Regions from separate parts of the Gasterosteus aculeatus genome. Here region 1 is linked to region 2. A link is a contact called in public Hi-C data. All regions are on one chromosome and are shown on one strand. The core of a region is the stretch at or near the end of the contact, and the rest is flanking DNA. Distances in the headings are between cores, read along the strand shown.

Evidence for each region. A called contact is a pair of places that touch in the nucleus more often than the background predicts.
Region 1: a Hi-C map of tail fin shows a contact between it and region 2, with 2.9 times the contacts expected there. The contact joins the promoter of mical2b here to the enhancer-like site in region 2. A contact is called at or near these places in 3 of 6 Hi-C or Micro-C datasets (skeletal muscle, tail fin and whole body).

The regions. Positions count from the first base shown.
Region 1 is chrX:5,026,302-5,029,001 of fGasAcu3.hap1.1, forward strand. mical2b (microtubule associated monooxygenase, calponin and LIM domain containing 2b) reads right to left here and starts at 1,335. Exons shown (of 31, transcript XM_040162601.2): 1 at 1,097-1,335.
Region 2 is chrX:4,992,587-4,995,286 of fGasAcu3.hap1.1, forward strand. It overlaps mical2b (microtubule associated monooxygenase, calponin and LIM domain containing 2b), which reads right to left. Exons shown (of 31, transcript XM_040162601.2): 13 at 1,280-1,485. Among protein-coding and RNA genes, the nearest start is that of parvaa, 20 kb to the left of the region's middle. Within about 2 kb of position 1,270, at least 2 of the 9 cell types and tissues checked have open chromatin away from gene starts, as enhancers often do.

The sequences.
Region 1 (2,700 bases), core at 85-2,584, 34 kb after region 2:
TCACCCATTCACACCCATTCATAAACTGATGACAGGAGAACCATACACAGTGACACCTGCCATGAGTAACTACCATTCACACGCTGTAGTCGCAGCTACAGGAGCAATGTTGGGTTAAGTGTCTTGCCCAAGGACACAACGACATGCGGGTTAGCCGGGCCTGGGATTGAACCCACAACCCTCTGATTGGAGGACGACCGTGCTCCCCACTCACCCACAGTCGCCCCCATTTGCTCAGCAGCTGTAAGTAGACAACAAGCTTATTTTCCTGCAATAACCTCTGTTTAGAAGCAGCATTCAAGGATTTGCCCAAGTCTTCAACCTCTTCGCCCCTTATGCTGACCAAACTGCTTCTAACCAGCACTTGGAACTCAGCAAAAATAAGCTACTTGAAACAATGGCTTTTCCTGATGCCAATTTACCTCAAATTCATAATCCATGTAGAAGGAGCCATGCAAACTTGCTCGGTGTGTGTGTGCGTGTGTGTGACCAGGTGCCCAATTTCTATATCACACTAGTCTGACTAGGTTTCAGGTCCCCATGGTCGTGTATGGAGCCAAATCCAGGTGAAAAGTTCTGTTAATTTGAAAAACAAATGTGAACCTGAAAGTTTTGTTGTTGAGCCTGTCCACTGTGACACTGGGGCTTCTCGGCACACTCACCCCCTCTTCAGTGTCCTCCTTTCTACCAAAAGTTTAACTTGTTTGAGTAATCAATCGAGCTAAATATATTTTAATATTTGTATCTGATGTGTAAAAGTGATTCAAAGTAGCTCTTCAATGCATTGGTGGAACTTCATTACAGCAGGTTCACGTATGTTATTTGACTAATTTCCATCATAGATTACAACAGATTTGGAGCACCATTGCCGCTAAACCTTTGAGCCAGGCCTTGCACACGTCACCTGTTGCACCTCCACCGTCTATAGAGTTACAGCTGGGAGGATTAATATTTCAGAGGCACTTGAAATTCCACGTAAAAAAACGCCCGAAGTTCGCACCGCGTAACTAAATTAATCGTTTCCTTGGCGTCGTGAGACCAATGTCAGATATGAAGCATTTCAACATTCCCGATAGGCGCACAGTCGGATACTCACGCTCGGGGAGGAAAGTGCGGCTGTCAGCTGCTCACACCGGTGAGTCAACGGGGGAACGGGGGGGGGCGAATCGAGCAGCAGTTCCGCTGGAGTTCTCCGGGTTATATCCTCAGTGTCGTTAGTGGAGGTCCTAAACACTCACAGGTTAGTTAACGCGCTACTGCGGGCGCGGTGGTTCACTCCAGCGACCTGTTCCTCACATGATAGCCGCCGTGTGTCTCCTACCCCCCTCTCCCGGTGTAGATTAGCATCAAATCCCACCGCGCGTAGGGAGTACACTTCCGGTTGGTGTTTTTCTAGAATAAACCTTCCAGTAATGACTAGCCAAGTGGTGCAGTAGAACAGATAGGTAGGCGTTGCTGTCTATTCACCCGTAGGTCCATGCATCACACTGCATCAGGACTGACTATCAACTAAAAAATCATTTTAGCAACTAGTTCGTGAATATTACTGCAAGGCGGAAACATTTCTTCACATGCTATGTAGGGCCAGAAAATCAACATTTAATCGTTTAGATACCTGTTCAGAAAGGGTTTTCCAAACAGATGAGACACCCTTAAAAATAATTAATGTCTCATCATTATGAAGATTCGGATGACTGTGTAAATCAAGCTCCTCCAAATTCTCTACTAAAACATGAATAAAAAATAAAAGAATGTAATCACACCTTTATTTCGGTCCAATGTAAGTATAGTTTTTAAACACATTTTATTTTGAAAGTACATTTGCTTCATGTCCGCTACTGCTTGTTTGGGTAACTTGACACAGCCGGTGCCTGAATTAAGAAAAACTGCACATCCCATCGCTCCTTAAAAATCAGACATCGAAGCCATAGCGTCACCTTGTGCGTATTTTGATGGTTAAATCACTTTTCATGGGTTAGTATTAATGTCACAGACAAGTAGATACGAAATGTGTCAGTATAAATTTTCATACCAGGATTTGGAATAGAAATACATATTCTTGGTTGATGGCTTTTGTCACTGGGTTCCTCAGCCACATGTGGTGCCAGTGACGTGCAGTCACTGCCTACCTGCAAAAATTCAAACATAAAAATGTTTATTAAATAATTGTATTTAATAAACTTGTATTTGTATTTTTACTGTTCATTCTTAGAATTATAGATGCAATATGTGTGTTATTCCATTGTTTAGTTACAATGACAGGTGCAGTTTTACTGTCCATTCACTGCAGACAAGCGAAAAATCCATGTTGCGCATGTGCACTTCGATCCTGTATTCTACAACATATATGTCTGGAGTCTATCGCAGCCAACTTCGGGCGAGAGACTGGGTACACCCTGGATCGGTCGCCAGCCAATCGCAGGGCTAACACAGAGACATACAACCATTCACACTCACACACCTACGGGAAATTTAGAGTCCTCAACCTGATCCCCAGAGCATGTATTTTTGGGTGGATCATAGTTTTGACTGTTTCATTTTTTTTTTTTTATAAAATCTTTTTTTCTTTTTTTCATTCTTCACACCCCTCCCAGTTGATGCCCCGCCCCCTACGCCACATCAGGGTCAAAAGTCTGAATGTGAAAAAAAAGATTTGAATGCGAAAAACGATCTGAAAGTGAAAATATAAGATTTGAATCT
Region 2 (2,700 bases), core at 20-2,519:
ACGTTGAGTATGTTTCAAAGTTTCTCAGATTTACTTGTATTGCTTATATCTAATGAAGCCCTGTGAGATGAAAGGGAAGGTTCCTCGTTGGGTTACTTAACATTTGTGCCCAAGAAAACAAATACAATAAAATAAATTCTAAGACTCTTCTTAACCTATTTCCATCTGGATTCAATTTTTTCAGAAAACAAAACAACGGTCGCCTTCATCATACTCGCACATCAACCCAATTCAACATCAGGCCACAATGAAAAACATTATTAACCAATTTATTAATGAACCAAAACCCACTGGAGTCGCTTTGCACAACAACTCACACCATCAAACGCACATTGTGGCAAAATGGGACACAGTGATGACATCAGCTGACCTGATACGGCCAAACCATGTCTGCAAGTAAGTTTCCACTAGACGGACTGTGCAACTGGCTCACGGTGTGCATGTTAAAGCACAACAAGGTGAAACATGGCTGACGCCATCGAGACCAGCTGAGGGCCTCCAGAGTCACGCACAGCAACTGGATATGGTTTCCTCAGACATAGCGCGCATACCAGTCACGGCTCTCGAGGGGGGGCAGACCTGACCATGGTTGTGTAACGTGCAAAGAAACAGAGATCCTGTTCGGACAGCAAGGGTTGCATATTTTGCAAACTAGTCATTTCTTTTATCAAACTGTGGTAATGTTCAAGGAAATACCTTGATTTTAGGTAAATTTAGTCTGCTAGGTAAAATAACAATCTAATCTGTTTAACATAGGACATAAAATGCCCCATGTTTTTTTGACCCATTCAAAATTTCCAACCACACTGCATGGTCAGCCTTTTCTAATAAGTCAGAAAGGACTTAAAGCCGCTGAATAGATCAACATAGTCTCTGGTTAGCATTCACTACATTTAGCTACTGAGAAAGGGTTTCATGTCAGAAACCACATTGTCGCTAACTCCACTATGATTATCAAATCTGCCACTTCTACAAAAAAGCTTTGGACTTTACAATGTAATTTACACTATTGTTTAACTCCTCATGTAATCCCTATTATGATAAAGGGACAGTTCACCAAAAAAAGTAATATAGCAAAAAAATAATGGTTAACACCTCCAAAACTCTGCAACTCAGCCTGAAACAATCTACATTGACAAATCGTGTGAAAAGTGAGATAAAAAGCACTTGCTTTTTTATTTGGGATGAACTGGCCCTTTAAGAACTCTGCAGCAGCCAACATGGTGAATTGTTGGGCACTGTTTTGATCGTCTGTGACAGAAGTAGGGAGGAGCCTTACCATTTTCGTTGATGTTTCCTGGGGAGTTCCTGAAGGCCTCGTAGAATTTGGAAAGGTAGAGAACCATCAGCAGCTTGTCCGGCTCGGCCACCGCAGCCATCTCCTTCCCCCTCGTCATCGGCTGAATGCCAAACTCCCGCTCTGCCAGGTCAAACGCCAGCTGGTTGTTCGCCGCCACGTCGTCCTCGTTCAGAGAGTCATAGTCGCTGAGGAAGAACCAGAGCAGATGGAGGTTAGCAGCCGTGGAACATCATCTTTGTTCCCAGTGCAGAAGGAAATGCTGCATCTGATATTAAAGATCTATTTTTTTCATCAGTTCACCACTGGGTTGATGTAGAGTTAAAGACAAACAAAGACTAGTAGAATTAAAGAGTTATTTGCTGCCTTGCTGCCACCACACATCTACTTCCTGATGCGACAATAAGAAGACTACATACATGAGGCTTTGATGGCTTAGAGCAGAAAACATTTACAACTTGTCATGTGTTTTATGTTTTATAATAACCAAGTCAAAAACATGAAAAAGGTTGCTTGTGGCGATAAAGCAACAGGGAATTATCTCCTGAATCTACACAATGCACTGCTGCTTATGGTGCTGGTATTTTTTGACTGAAAATCCTCTTTGTGTGTGCATGTCAGAAAATGCCATCTTCGGGGTTTGGGCGTGGTAAGCAAAGGTTCCACCTAACCCGGCATTTGCCTGTGTTCACTTGTGACTTGCAAAACAGCGCACCGACCACGCATACATCCTGTCTCTACAAGAAGGGATCATACAGTGGGTGTGGAATCACAGCTCCCCGCCTTGACGGAGGATTAACACAACAAGTTCACACGGCCCCTCCTTAAAGAAGTGATGTCACTCCAACCGAATACTCTGATACTTTTAATTGCTTTCTCAGCAGCGAGCCAGCAGACTGGAGAAAGTAGGTCATTGAAATGAAATCCATTGCAAGGATTGAGTGTCAGGTTGAATCACGAACGTCTTAAAAGTGGAGCGTTCTACAGAAACCAAATAAACCATTGTCTATTCGTCAAATGATATCTGAGCAAGGAAAAACTGAAAAGGGGTGTTATAATTCACAAATTACTGCCATGACTGCAGCACCCTTAAGCTGCCAAGATATTTAACATCTAGCTAATAAATAAAAACTTTGATACACTCATGATCAGTTAAGAGTGTCCAATAATGATTTGAAATAAATGTTCTGATTTCTAAAGTCTCCTTTGTAAAAGTGATCTTTATGAGATTTAGTGAATACGTAAAGCTCAACCCTCTGAACCTCGAACAGCCCCAGGGCGCTTTTCTTTTCCTCCCATCACATTTGACTTTCTTTGGACGAATATCTACGCTAAACAGTGTCGATTTGGCAATTGTTTTAACAAAAACAACTACATGCTTTCCTATTCGCCCGGCGGGTTTT